Regions from separate parts of the Macaca mulatta genome. Here region 1 is linked to region 2. A link is a contact called in public Hi-C data. All regions are on one chromosome and are shown on one strand. The core of a region is the stretch at or near the end of the contact, and the rest is flanking DNA. Distances in the headings are between cores, read along the strand shown. Region 1 has its middle 32 kb from the start of TMEM86A. Region 2 overlaps PTPN5 (protein tyrosine phosphatase non-receptor type 5).

Region 1 (3,680 bases), core at 637-3,136, 65 kb before region 2:
GCCAATATTGAGAAATGGGATCTAATTAAACTAAAGAGCTTCTGCACAGCAAAAGAAACTATCATCAGAGTGAACAGGCAACCTACAGAATGGGAGAAAATTTTTGCAATCTACCCATCTGACAAAGGGCTAATATCCAGAATCTACAAAGAACTTAAACAAATTTACAAGAAAAAAATCAAACAACCCCATCAAAAAGTGGGCAAAGGAAATAGATAGACATTTCTCAAAAGAAGACATTTATGCAGCCAACAGACACATGAAAAAATGCTCATCATCACTGGCCATCAGAGAAATGCAAATCAGAACCACAATGAGGTAGCATCTCACACCAGTTAGAATGGCAATCATTAAAAAGTCAGGAAATAACAGGTGCTGGAGAGGATGTGGAGAAATAGGAACACTTTTACACTGTTGGTGGGACTGTAAACTAGTTCAACCATTGTGGAAGACGGTTTGACGATTCCTCAAGGATCTAGAACTAGAAATACCATTTGACCCATCCCATTACTGGGTATACACCCAAAGGATTATAAATGATGCTGCTACAAAGACACATGCACACATATGTTTATTGTGGCACTATTCACAATAACAAAGACTGAACCAACCCTAATCCAATGGTAGATGGATTAAGAAAATGTGGTGCATATACACCATGGAATACTATGCAGCCATAAAAAAGGATGAGTTCATGTCCTTCATAGGGACATGGATGAAGCTGGAAACCATCATCTGAGCAAACTTTCGCAAGGACAGAAAACCAAACACCGCATGTTCTCACTCATAGGTAGAAATTGAACAATGAGAACACTTGGACACAGGGTGGGGAACACCACACAGCGGGGCCTGTTGTGGGGTGCTGGGAAGTGGGGAGGGATAGTATTAGGAGATATACCTAATGTAAATGACAAGTTAGCGGGTGCAGCACACCAACATGGCACATGTATACCTATGTAACAAACCTGCACATTGTGCACATCTACCCTAGACTTAAAGTATAATAAAATAGAATAAAATAAATTCAGATCGCTGAAATTTTATGGAGATTAATTTGAGTAATAATAAAACTCTGGTCTCCTGTACAGCCAGTTCTGCATCAATTAAACTCCTTCTATATTGTAATTCCCCTTTTTTTCTTTTTTCTTTTTTTTTTTTTTTTGCGACAGGGTGAAAGCACGTTTATTAAGAAAGTAAAGGAATTAAGTAAATTATTAAGAAAGTAAAGTAAAGTAAAAGGAGTCTCGCTCTGTCACCCAGGCTGGAGTGTAATGGTAAGATCTTGGTTCACTGCAACCTCTGCCTCCTGAGTTCAAGCAATTCTCTGCCTCAGCCTCCCGAGTAGCTGGGATTACAGGAGCCTGCCACTATGCCCAGCTAATTTTTTGTAGAGATGGGGTTTCAGCATGTTGGCCAGGCTGGTCTTGAACTCCTGACCTTGTGATTTACCCGCCTCAGCCTACCAAAGTGCTGGGATTACAGGTGTGAGCCACCATGCCTGGTCACAGTTCCCCTGTCTTTTTTTTTTTTTTTTTTTGAGACGGAGTCTCGCTCTGTCACCCAGGCTGGAGTGCAGTGGCCTGATCTCAGCTCACTGCAAGCTCCGCCTCCCGGGTTCACGCCATTCTCCTGCCTCAGCCTCCCGAGTAGCTGGGACTACAGGCGCCTGCCACCTCGCCCGGCTAAGTTTTTGTATTTTTAGTAGAGACGGGGTTTCACTGTGTTAGCCAGGATAGTCTCGATCTCCTGACCTCGTGATCCGCCCGTCTCGGCCTCCCAAAGTGCTGGGATTACAGGCTTGAGCCACCGCGCCCGGCCAGTTCCCCTGTCTTGATACATCAGCTTTTCTAGGCAGCAGGCAAGGAAAACCTGTTGAGTCATTACACCACCACAGTCCCCAAATGAAACAGTTACATATCCTTGAGTTTTCCCTCCACCTCTAGTCACCCTCTGAGTTATGAAGGTTCCTCCTGAAACCGGGGCCACATAAAGTAAGGGAGGAGACCATGCCTCATATTGTCTTATGCCCAATTTCTGCCTCCAAAGAAAGAAGAAGTAAAAACTAAAAGGCAGAAATGAAATCCACAGGCAAACAGCCCAGCGCTGTGCCCTGGGCCTGGTTAAAGATTGACCCCTGACCTAACCAGTTATGTTATCTATAGATTCCAGACATTGTATGGAAAAGCATTGTGAAAATCCCTGTTCTGTTCTGTTCTGTTCCGTTCTGATTACCAGGTGCATGCAGCTCCCAGTCACATACCCCCTGCTTGCTCAATCAATCATGACCCTCTCACGTGGACCCCCTTAGAGTTGTGAGCCTTTACTTAAAAGGGACAGGAATTGCTCACTCAGGGCTCTCAGTTTTTGGAGACGCGTCTTGCTGAAACTCCCGGCCGAGTAAAACCCTTCCTCCTTTAACTCAGTGTCTGAGGGGCTTTGTCTGCGGCTTGTCCTGCTACAAAAGGAGCACATTATTTCAGTCAGCACCATGCTGATCTGTGTTGACTCCCAGAATGGGAACAGGACGGTTTCCCAAACTTTAATCATTTCAGAAGCTGCCTTATGACTTTTGCCATTTCCATTTATCATCTATACTATTCAATCCCTTTTCTTCAGGTTTTTAAAGATTAAATCTTTTTTCTTTTTTTCATTTTTTCTTTTTTGAGACAAAGTCTTGCTCTGTTGCCCAGACTAGAGTGCAGTTGTGTGATCTTGACTCACTGCAAACTCTGCCTCCTGGGTTCAAGCGACTCTCCTGCCTCAGCCTGCCACGGCACCCAGCTAATTTTTGTATTTTTAGTAGAGATGGGGTTTCACCATCTTGGCCAGGCTGGTCTCGAACTCCTGACCTCGTGATCCACCTGCCTTGGCCTCCCAAAGTGTTGGGATTACAGGCATGAGCCACTGCGCCTGGCCTTAAATCTGTTTTAAAAAGAAATCTGGGAATTCACTATCACTCGACTTAAATAGAAGGCAACTGTAAAAACATATGCAATAAAATGATTAAGTTCTGACTAGATACAGTTTTAAAAGAAATTAGCAAAGTGGCTGGATCTAGGATTCAAACCCAGATTAAGCCAGAGACAAGGTCTTAACAACAGTGATTCATGTACCGCCTGAAGGTGCATTTAGGAAACCACTGGGGAGGAATGTAGTAGAATGGAACTTGCTGAGAATGACAGCCAGTAAGGAATGGTGGAGGGTGGGGATGAAATTTAATGGGAAGCCTTGGAATAGGGTTGCCAGATAAATTACAGGACACTCAGTTAAATTTGGATAAAAGTATGTCACAACTAAAAAGGTATTTGTTTATTTGAAATTCAAACGTAATGGGAGGTCCTGTATTCTTATTAACTAAACCTGGCAGTCCTACCTAGGAATCAAAGGCATGATTCCAGCAGGAAATTTATCCTCAGGGAGAGGCAGGCAGTAGTTGCGTCTGTGAGGCCTGTGGTAAGACTAACCCCTGTCACCAGGCGGCAGTAGAGAACCGAGCAGAGCAGGGGGAGGTGCTGATGGTGGGGAGAGAAGAGCGGATGGGAATGGGACTTTGGGGCCGCTCTAGGCCCTCATGCAGAATCTCAAATCAAATTAGCAAAAGACAGGAACAGGCAGCTCACAGAAGAACAGCTTATACATGGCTAATAAATAAGAAAAGATGGGCTGGGCGCGGTGGCTCA
Region 2 (3,271 bases), core at 635-3,134:
TCACAAACCAGCCCAGAGATAGAGATGGGATGGGAGGAAGAAGAACACAGGAAGCACACAGAGAGTGGAACCCCTTAACCCTTCCATCTAGGCCATATTGCCCAGTGGCACCAGACAGAGACCCAAAGCCAGCTCAGTTTTGGGGGTTGGTCAGTGGTGTTGGCGTGGATCTTGTCTTTGGTCCTGCCCCAACGACTTCAGGATCGTCCAAGAGGGGCCAAGAGCCCCTTCTCCAATTTATTACTGTCTCCGGGGCTCCTTATCTTAACAAATGGTCCCCCAGTCATCCCTTTGTCACATAACCCAGCCCCAGGACTCTTCTCCTCCTCTTGCTTTGCCTCGCCTGCGTGACTCACCTCTATCTTAGTGCTGCAATTGGTGCTGTAAGTTTTACCACCTCTTCACACTCCCCGCTTCACTGCCACCTTGACCTTTATCATTGCTTGAGTGTGGGAGATTTCTGCCTCATTCCCAACTGTCTCAGATCCACAGAGTCAAAATAGTCTGTGTACAACACACTTCTGGACATGCTGCTCTCCTGCTGCAAACGCATGGCTTTGGACTGAATGTGTGTGTCCCCCTAAGTTCACATGTTGTAACCAAACCCCAATATGGTGGTATTTGAAGGGAAGGCCTCTGAGGTGATTAAGTCATGAGAACGGAGCCCTCACAAATGGGATCAGTGCTCTTACAAAAGGGGCCTCAATGATCTTGCACTCCTTCTGCCATGTGAGGACATGACCCTGGAAGTGGGTCCTCACCAGGGTCATGGTGCCTTGATCTTGGACTTCCCAGCCTCCAGAACTGTGAAAAATAAACCTGTTGCTTACAAGCTCCCTGGTCTATGGTATTTTGTTATAGCAGCCTGAGCAGACCACAACATCCTTCAATGTCTCTCACTGCTCTCAGAATAAGACCTACTCTTCTCAGTCCTTCGCCTGGCTAGGAAGACAACTGCTACAGGGCCTGCCCTTCCAGACACACCTCCTGCTCCTGTGTACTTGTACTCAATGCTCCCACACTCCGAAAGGTTTGTAGGTAAAATCTCAGCAGCACATGCAAACACATGTGCACACAAGTGTTCCATCTTCCATGTCCTTTGTTTTATTTTTTTCTCACTGGGAATGCTCTCCTGACTTGTTTGCCCCGGTCAACTCTTACTTATCCTTCAAGACCCCATTCGGCACCACCACTTACAGGAGGCCCTCCCTGAGCACATTAGCTGACAGAGTGTCCTTCTTTTATACATATATACACACACACACACCCCTATATATATATATATATTTATATTTTATATATATTATGTATTTCATATATTTATATTATATTTTATATATACACATATGATATAGATCCTATATTCATCCAATTTAACATATGATATACATATCCTATATTCTATATACCTATCTCTAGCTCAGTACTGACCATCTTATACATGCTTCTCGAGGAAAGAGTCCAAGCTTTGAGAAGCTCTGTGTTCACAGTACCCAACCCAGAACCAAGCTCAGGCCAGGTATTTGTAATGTCTTATGGACAAAAGTAAATTCCCTCAAACTCCAAGAAGACCCGGTTTTTCCCTCATCATCTCCATGGCATTGAGAAGGTGAGCAGCCCTGCCTCATCTCAGCCTGTCTTTCTGTGGAATTTCTACTCAGGAAGCCATTTGCTCAGGTCCTGGGTTACCTGGCTGTGACAGCAACCACTACCTCTGTTCTTGACTTCCTGGCCCTTCATGCCCTCCAACAAGACCTGGATCTTAGAGCTGCTTGGGGAGGGGGGCACTGCTCTTGGGGGCTGAGATGCTTCGACACCCTACCTAGCCCCTATCCAGTGGGAGAGGGAGCAGCTCAGAGGGCCAAGTCTCCGGTATTGTGCTCAGTAACCCCTGTGGCTGTCAGCATCAATGAACCTCCTTGGCTCCTCCTGGATAGGGCATCAGCTTCCTGGTGCCTGGCTCGCCTCTTCCAGCCTTCCCTAAACATGGGTCTTATTTCTCACAAGCAGAATCCACTAATCCCGATTTCAAAGGAACAGTCTCCTCTATTATGCTGATCCTGGAAGAAGCACAACTTCAGGGTGGGAGGATACCTTCCCCCACTCTTCTGGGCTGTTTTGTATTGCTCATATTTTGTGTGTCTTCCTTTTTCTTGCTGTTTTCTGTAACCACAGCCTCCCTATACAACCCCAAAGCAGCAAAGAGTGCCTGCCCTCTTGTGGACAGATTGGGCACTACAGGCCAGAAGCCCAGCATCCCAGGTGAAGAGATGTTTCTAGGGAGGATCTCAAAGTCATGATGAACCCTCAATTATAAAGACAGTGCTGGAGGCTGCTGAAGTCCCCTCATCCGGACAGTCCTGGCCTTGGGTACATTTGAAGCATAGCTAGAAGGCATTATGAATGACAGAGTAGAAAGAGAGAGGAGCCCAACAGCCCGAAATACAACTGAGGACTGGGAAATGCAAGGGGTTTGATTCTACCTCTGGCCCCCAAGTCCTTCACCTCTCACTCATCCATAGTTATCAGAAAATCTGGGAGTGACACTGGCTTTTAGGTCAGTTACAGTGGACTTTGGGGACCTGTTCTCTGTGGAGTCCCCAGTTAAGCCCCTACATTCATCCTCAGCTTCACCCAGCCCTGCCCCAGGCCTCACCTTGAGGGAGATGAGTCGCAGCCGGTAATCCTCCGTGTGAATGACTTTCTGCACAGTGATCTCAACATCGTCGTACACCACCTGCTCCTCTGGCCAATACTCGGTGCATTTCTGCAGGGGCCCAGATCAGGCTGCCATACAATCCTGGTCCCTTCACACACTCTCCCCAACACTCTCCAGGGCCAGCGGAGAGATACACAAGGGCAACAGGGTTGCTGCTACAGAGTGTTGGGTTCAAATCTCAGCTGCAAACTCTATAAGCTACTTCCCCTTCCTGAGCCTCCGTTTATTCCTCTGGAAAACAGAAGTGCTACCATCTGAAGGACTTTCATGGAGATTCAGTTAAATGGGCCAGGAGTACAGGAGTAGCCAACATCTGTCCCGGCAGGCTGGGAGGCAGCAGAGTGCTGTGTTTGAGGTCACAGGCATCGGAAGTGGAAAGACCACCTCCAGGCATGCCTCTATGTGTGAGGCCGGGGCAAACGACTTAACCTCACCAAGCCTCGCATCTCCTCATCTTGGCAGCAGGGTGAACACCGCCAACCTTGTGAGATTGTCATAAAGATTAATCTGAGAACAAGACACTTAGTGTAGGGCGCAATGTAGCAGGCACTC

What was found. Hi-C and Micro-C count contacts between places; a contact is called where the count stands out from the background.
Region 1: a Hi-C map of liver shows a contact between it and region 2, with 8 times the contacts expected there. The contact joins two enhancer-like sites. A contact is called at or near these places in 2 of 14 Hi-C or Micro-C datasets (liver and sperm).

Annotation. Positions count from the first base shown.
Region 1 is chr14:46,721,302-46,724,981 of T2T-MMU8v2.0, reverse strand. No RefSeq gene overlaps it. Among named protein-coding and RNA genes, the nearest start is that of TMEM86A, 32 kb to the right of the region's middle. Within about 2 kb of position 1,886, at least 4 of the 40 cell types and tissues checked have an H3K27ac peak or open chromatin away from gene starts, as enhancers often do.
Region 2 is chr14:46,656,609-46,659,879 of T2T-MMU8v2.0, reverse strand. It overlaps PTPN5 (protein tyrosine phosphatase non-receptor type 5), which reads right to left. Exons shown (of 15, transcript NM_001265681.1): 12 at 2,657-2,767. Among named protein-coding and RNA genes, the nearest start is that of IGSF22, 7.1 kb to the left of the region's middle. Within about 2 kb of position 1,884, at least 3 of the 40 cell types and tissues checked have an H3K27ac peak or open chromatin away from gene starts, as enhancers often do.